Linked DNA regions of Oncorhynchus mykiss: region 2 is linked to region 1. Evidence: chromatin contacts called from public Hi-C data. All regions are on one chromosome and are shown on one strand. Each heading gives the region's core, a stretch centred on a gene start, on an enhancer-like site or on the middle of the called end of the contact. The rest is flanking DNA. Distances are from core to core; before and after follow the strand shown. Region 1 holds the start of LOC110507450 (transcriptional repressor p66-alpha). Region 2 holds the start of LOC110507674 (cold-inducible RNA-binding protein B).

Evidence for each region. Hi-C and Micro-C count contacts between places; a contact is called where the count stands out from the background.
Region 2: a contact with region 1 is called in a Hi-C map of blood, with 7 times the contacts expected there. The contact joins the promoter of LOC110507674 here to the promoter of LOC110507450 in region 1. A contact is called at or near these places in 2 of 3 Hi-C or Micro-C datasets (blood and liver).

The regions. Positions count from the first base shown.
Region 1 is chr1:21,145,825-21,149,739 of USDA_OmykA_1.1, reverse strand. It overlaps LOC110507450 (transcriptional repressor p66-alpha), which reads right to left and starts at 1,628. Exons shown (of 11, transcript XM_036968626.1): 1 at 1,479-1,628.
Region 2 is chr1:21,361,140-21,365,054 of USDA_OmykA_1.1, reverse strand. It overlaps LOC110507674 (cold-inducible RNA-binding protein B), which reads left to right and starts at 2,265. Exons shown (of 8, transcript XR_005040927.1): 1 at 2,265-2,398; 2 at 3,490-3,604; 3 at 3,751-3,857. It also overlaps a transcript of cirbp not described here.

The DNA of each region.
Region 1 (3,915 bases), core at 379-2,878:
TGTGGCTACATTTTCAGGTGCCTCCCTTATGTCAGCATCGGTTTGGACTTGATGGGCTGTAGCCAATATGCATAGCCAATATGGATATTTGGGTTAATGGCCTTGGTGCCCTAGCAGATGTTGGTGCCGTGGCAGATGGGCACCTCTTGAAGACTAAATGTCCTTGCCCCTAAAATCACGAAATTCCAGGCCTGCTATATACACTCATTGTTGAGGTGGGGGGGTATGTGTGTGGCTTTTGACCATTTCTTTGGATTCATAAGGTTTTACTAATTGTTAGAAAACAGTTTGATCCAAATGGGATGTTTACGACTATAATATTATTTATATGTATGCTATAAATTAAACTACCCAATTTGGCTCTAATCAATTTCTCAGAGATCAAATTATATTTCAACAAAATAATGTTGCAGGTATGCTAATCGTATCGGGGTTTTTTTTTACTACAGAAACGATGTCAGAACATTCTGAGATGGTGGGTGTCATGGCTTGCTGAAATGACATGGAACTACCCAAATGAGTACATTAATCATGACACAGAACCATAATAACTGCTTGCTTGCCATACTGAATGTGGCGCGCACACCGTCCACCATAAAAAAAAAGTACATATACATACACACACTTTTAATGAATGAGAGAACATTCAACTACACATCAAAATAAAAACGTGTTCACGCAATTCTGCGAGAATGCCGGCTTCTGATAACAAATATACAATTATTGAATATCCTTTGTTGTACTGTGATACAGTAAAAAAAAAAAATGAAAAAAAAAAAAAGTGAATTACAACAACAACCTGTCTCCCACCACAGTCCAACCAAATCGATGTTCCAACTCGCTAACAACATAGCTAACTAAAGCCAGGTCGTGAGATAGCGTCGCAAGTTAGCATAGCTGACACTTGATTCCTATTACGGGGAACACAATTAAAAACGTCCTGATCGTGTTTGGGTTACATTTATTCTTAAAATGTATAATATTTCGTGAATATAAACCAGTAAGTGGTGGGATTCACCAAATTCCCACTCATGACAAGCTAACGTCAGCAGGCTGGCTAGCTAACGAACTCGCTCGGACACTCGCATGTACAGACAGACAGCCACTCCGGGATTCAGTCACAAAAATAATAAAGGAATCCCATTTTTGAGAGTCGAAACCAATTTGTTGTTTTTGGACTAGTTTAATGCATGTTGTAAAGAAAATACTTGTATCCGCCTTTTAGAACATTAACCGGTACAAGTTTACATGCATTCTTTGACTTTTGAAACGGTTCGTTCTGACTTTGCAGTGGCTAGCTAATTACAGCTAGCGAGAGACACAAACCATTACCTAGGCTAGCACTCACAGCAGTTAGCCAGTTAGGTAAGGATATATATTTACGTTAACGACTGGAAATAAGTTTAACTTCGTCTGCTTAATTAAATTCAAAATCAATATTACTTTAACCCATCAATTGAAATGATATCTTAACTTACGGAGAAGAGGTGTCGCTGTAACGCTTTTCACTTGTTTTGACAGACTATTTACTCCTGTAATTCGATGAAGAAAGAAAAAAAAAAAAAAAAAAACGATCCCGGGGATCCCCTCTTCAGCCCTGCCCGCTGCCACTCCGGTTGCCAAATAATGAGCTTCTCTCTCATACATGGAACACAGCGTCACATCACTAAGCATGCGCATGTGGTCACACAAGGTGGCAACAGAGTCCGATTACATTAGTGCCACTGAGTATTTCATGTGTGTAAAACTACATTTCAAAAGTCCAGTTTTCAGTAGCCTGTCTCATCATTGCAATGCTTTGCCCCACAACCACCACAGGAATACTTTCCATCATTCTACCTACCTCACACCAGTGCTGTAATCAATTGTCAATTCACCAATAATCAATGTCTAAAATGAATTAATGTCATACACAATTTAAATGACTGTCTCTCCATGAAACTAACAGAGCATTTATTTATACAAAATTTTTTTTTTTTACAAAAAATGTACAAATCTAGTCCTATAGCTAGTCAATGGAAACGGTTAATGATGTGTAAATATTTCTCATATTGTCATGATGGCACTTGACAATTCAGTGCTTTGAATCCTCCCTAAAACAACCATGGGCAGCTCTTTAATTCACAGTCCATACAACAGTAAACAACAACAACAAACAAACACAATATTGGTACCAACGTGTAACATACCAGATGTATGAATGTACTATGTGATGTCTCCACTGTCTTTCAATGAGTCCGGACCAATCTCAATAATACTCCTGATCATGTCTTTGGGTGCATGAGGATCTTTGAACAGTATCTCAGTGCAGACATGTCAGTTATTGCGAGAGAGGGACAGGGAGAGAACAAGAGAGAGAGAGAGACTATGGAATCAGAGACAAGTAACAGAAGTGGGAACTGGGGGCTGAATAAAAGGATCGAATTTTGGGGTAAATTCCACCAATTAAACCCCTGAATATCACTATTATTGACCCATATCAATATCACAATCACACTGCAGTGATATCAATATTATCCCCCTGACTAAGTAATGCTGTGAACCTAACTCCAATCTCAAGTGAACCAAACCTAATACTGATCACCTGGGCCGATAGAAGTGTCTTCGAACTAACTAACCTTGGTGCCCTCATTAATTTAATCAGTTATGAATTCAAACATGCAAGCATATACATTGGCCAAAAGTGTGTCTTATGCCTGAACTCTCAGGTTTGATCCAAAAAAGCTAAGGGCACACAAAATCAGTGCCCTTGTCTGGCCACTGCATTCTCGAGACCAAATTTGTAGTGTGATCTCAGAAGTATTTCATAAGAATTCCAGTGGCATAGGGTTGGCATCCTCTTCTAAAGGAGTTGGTGACATTCCCTTCCTTGGATGGATCAGTGTGGGAAAACAACCTCAAGAAACAGGAGCAATTAAACCGTACCTATGCACTCTGCACAATCCATTTTAATTGGGGCCAAATGTCAAGCGATGTGTGAAGTGTCAGAAACCTGTTCTTTAGAGAAAATTGAGAAATAGTGCTTTATAGCTTCAAACCAGTACACAAAAAGAAGATGAGTCATATCAATGTCGGCACAATGTGTGACACTGGCTTAAAGCAACAAGGCACTATCAACTTAATCCCCACTGAAGTACAGGAGCAAAACAAGGAAATACCCCTCCCTGTCACGATCAACAGGACTCACTATTTGGCAGGAAGCGTCTCCTTTCAGAACTGTTTATGCTGACACTGATCACCAAACAAGCATCACGGCCCAAAAACATTTATGAACATACCTCAAATCTAACAACATATTACTTTCTAAAATGACGTACAAATTGAGAGGCTGATTCGTATAAATTGATTGCATTTTTTTGGGGTGAACAGAAATTGTTGTAAACTTGTTGAAGTGTGCAAGTCATATCAAAGGAAAGACAGCCATGACATCTGCATGGCTGACTGGTAACAAAGACTGTCATGTGACCATTACTGGCTGACCATTAGGTCGGTATTTATCCCTGCAGTAATTCACCATCAGGAGTGATTCAGCATTCCCCTGAATAAGGAACATTAAACGAGATCGACAAATCAGACGCAGCAGTCAAAGGGAAAGAGTAGTTTTACAAGTAGTATCCTCTTCTGTCCTGTGCCTGAATGATACTCTCCCCAAAATAACTCAACTCTGAATCTCATGTTGGACCCACAAGATACATGATGTCTTGTCTTGTCTTTATGGGCCCATGTATTGTACTGTGTAGTTAGTTGGGGACAATTTATTTTATGAAAGTGATATAATGATAACTATAAAGGAAATTATTCCTAAGTAACTGCACAGTACAATATGAATATAGATGACTACTGTGTGAATAAGGAGTTAAGTCAATGTATCTCTATAATATAAATGTATGTAGGCTATATAAAAGTACTGCATAT
Region 2 (3,915 bases), core at 1,016-3,515, 210 kb before region 1:
CTGACTTAATACTCAGAGGATGCTAAAAGATCTAACCTGAAGCTAGTCATTGTGGGGGGCCTGGGTGTGTTGCAAGCAGAATAGAAATGAAATGTCGTGCTGGCACTGGTTCTTTTATAATGCTTCATTGCTCCCAAGAGCTCTACTATCGTTTTGGAACTCAACAAAGTCCTTGGAGAATGAAGTGTTGTGCCTACCGACACGTGAATCCGCTCTGGTGAATGCTGCTCTCTTGGCTAGTTCATAAGTGGAAATAGGCCAGTAATGTGAGGTAAAGACTTTTGCTCTCCTGTTCGCATCCCTCAAAGTTCTCATTTTGATGTCCATCTTAACTGCCTTCAACTTTACAACTACCGCTGTCACTTCCTCAGGCCCTAGCCGTTACTGTTCAGAACCCTGAGTTGCATGAGTACGTTCAGTAGCGTATCCTGTTTTTTGTGTTTTTTTAGAATTTTCACCCTGTCCCCATAGACCATTGGGACTACTAGACTCTGAAAATGACCATTGAGCTTTTGAAAATTCCATAAGTTGTCATGGCTCAAGTATCCCTAGTGTAAAACAAGACCCTCCCAGTTTTGATCTGTGAAACTACAAGTATTGTTCTCCCAGTGATTGCAAAAGATGTCTTCATCTTAAAGGTAGACTCTGCAAAATGACGTTGTCACAAGCAGAAGTGCAGACATTGATTGGGACGCAATAGACTTTACTTGGTCACACTCTGTGCACAGGTTCGCTTCACAGCGTTTTAGCCAGGGCACCAAAACAGCAAAGTTGTTGAGCCTTGCTTCAAGCGTTTAGTAGTTGTGGAAATTGGCCCACTGCTGTTCACTTTCTGCATCTACGTCATATTGCTGAGTCTACCTCAATTCTAGACAGCTATCACCTTTCTACTTTTGCTTGTCAAGTTTATCACTATGTAATTTGTTTTGTATAAACATCTTAACATTCAATCGACTTTGATAGGATTAACACTGTCTAATGCTAGAAGTTGATGCTGTTTAGCACATCTGTAGTTCATGTTGATAATGATAAACAAATGCATGTCATTGTTGCCCTCAAAAGCTGTACTCTACTAATTACAGTCTTGTTACTCGATCAGGTTAAACTAAGCGTTGGATGTGAAAGCCTGCTTTAACACGAGGTTGTGGACTTCGACGCTGACTGTTTCGTTCCAGTGCTTCCTTGGAGGTGGGTATTCTGTGTACTGAATGCCTTCGAGCTGACGTCATGGGCCTTGTTTGCGTTCCCCTTAAATGACAGTCACTGATCTGACACATTTATTGTTGAAGGCAGTGTTGTGAAACCCTGCTTTTCTGTCCTTTAGTCAGATGAGATCAGGTGTCACTCACGGAAGGGTTCATATTTACAGTATACAACCAGTGCATGTTTTAAATAGGCTTGTAATAAGGCTATGGTCCCACTCAAATACATGAACACTAAAATCGTATATGACCTACATTGTCTGTCCATCAAAGATACAAGTCAACTTTTGGCCGTGTTCAGAAGAGTTGCATCAAAGGACAGGCAGGTTTTTTTTTGCTCAATCCCAGTGTGTACGACCCTGTGGGAACGCCCTACAGAATATGCTTACACCAATCCAATGCTTTTAAGTGTGGGGAGAAGTACACACTTGGTAAGAATTGGATGCATGCTGTTGATCTGACTAACAGTAGCGTGCAACTAACTTGAGTTTACATTTCTAGCAGTGCACTGTCATTTTACTGTATTCCTTCTGACTAATTCTAACTTTATTCTTTATTCCAGGTTCACCACAGGATTGTTTGCCCTGAAACAGCTCCTTGGAAAATCGTCACCAGGAGATATCTAAGACTGAACTGGAGATGTGCTGCTGAACTGGACTTGTTGTTTAGTCAAGACCTGCCTTGGAATGGGAGTGCATATCTGAACTAGATTTTATATATCCATGACATTTACCAAACGGATTGTCATTCTGGCGTGCCAATGCAGTACCTGTATTACAAGTATACACTTTGTATTTTTTAGTGAAGTACTCAAATGAACGTCTTGGAAATTGAATGGATTAAATATTTATTTTTTTCAAATTGGTTGTCTCTTGCACATTTTATGGGACGTTCTTGTAATGTCTGTAGTACAGTACAGACTTTCCATTCAGGACTACTCATTGAATCGGTGGATGTATTGACCCAAAGATAGGCAAATGCACAGGCAGTAGTTGACCCTTCAACGTAACAAATTTACTTTGATTTAAAAAAAAATCTGAAATGCTATTCCTGAGCTGTGGAGAGTTTTCTCTGCTTAATATTCATAAGCTGGGCGTAACTGCAAGGGACCCATCAATACATATACCGGGAGGCCTCGCATCTCATTCATTCCCATCTGCTGCAGGTCGGTCGGAAGATATTCTGTTTTATCGGAGGTAAGCGATTGTAATAATCTTTTCCATAAATGTTTGTTCGTAAACGTATTTTATTTAATTCGTGACAGGCGCTACCAAGATTGTGGCAGGCTAAATGAGTGTGACATCACCCGAGGAGGAGTCTGAAGGTGGCTCAAGATGCAGCTAACTAGCGAGCAGGTAGCCAACGATAACATCATGATAGTAAATTGTGTTCGATGTCCGAATGGACAATTATATTGTGGTGTGCGGAACAGACCAACTTTCTTACATTTGTCATAATGCCGATGCCCACATTTTGCTATACAAGCGAGCGTGCTCAGAAACGTTAGTCGATGCAATGACGCAGTGATAGCTGGCTAGTCAGGGGCCATTAGCACTATCATAAATGGCGCCGTTGTGGTTGTTGGACAATGTTGAACAAAGGGAGTTTCACATCTAGGCTTGGGACATGAGGGGGCAGGGAAGACGATGTCGCTTACTGATTTGTACTAAAAACGGAACTGAATCGCACTCATCTGCTTGTGGAGCGAGGACCGCTTTTTGTTGCGAAAACGCAAATTTCATTGGCTAGGTACCGTGAACTAGCTAGCTACGGTAGCGTTATATTGGGAAAGAGAGGACGAGAAGGCAGCGCTAGCTACCGGGGGGTAGAATGGTCTTGGGCCTTTATGAGCTAAGCCCCCCCCCCCCCCCCCCCCATACGCATTTGTTCTTCACTCGCTGGCACTTGACTGGTTTTTATCAAACTTGCTAGGTTACCTTCATGTTGGTAATACAACATACTTGGCATTGGGTAAAAATACAAATCAGAATCAAGCCAAACAACTTAAAAATAATTTTGTTATTGCGTGTGTAAGTGCACCATTGCAAGAATAGAACAGAGGTTTTCATCCAATAATAACCTCCTATCCAGTGGCGTAGGCACTGCCAGGCCCACCTAATCAGATTTAGCTATAAAAAAAAAATACATATATATATATATATATATATATATACTCAGAACTCCCCCGTTGGCCCATCCACCAACGAATTCCAGCCCTGCTGCTAACAGTTCATTGCAAATAAATCATTGCATCCATAATAAACATGTTATTTCTTCCCTTCTGCAGTGGTGAAAAGGAAGGATGTCTGACGAAGGGAAGCTTTTTGTGGGTGGCCTCAGCTTTGACACTAACGAACAGTCATTAGAAGATGTATTCTCCAAATATGGGCAAATATCTGAAGGTAAGCGACTAACTGTTGGATATTGGGAGCAATGTAAAAAAATATATATATCTGGTGGTCCACTATTTGAACATGCTTTGAATGATACACGTCTTGCAAGGTTGCCATGTGTGTCTATAGTCTTTAAATACAATTTCTCTGTCTAGTTGTTGTAATTAAAGACAGAGAAACTCAGAGGTCCAGGGGCTTTGGTTTCGTCACCTTCGAGAACCCAGATGAGGCCAAGGATGCTATGCTGGCCATGAATGGCAAGGTAACAATTAAACCTCAACTCCGCCCTGAAACACAACTCTGTCTTGACTGCAACGACG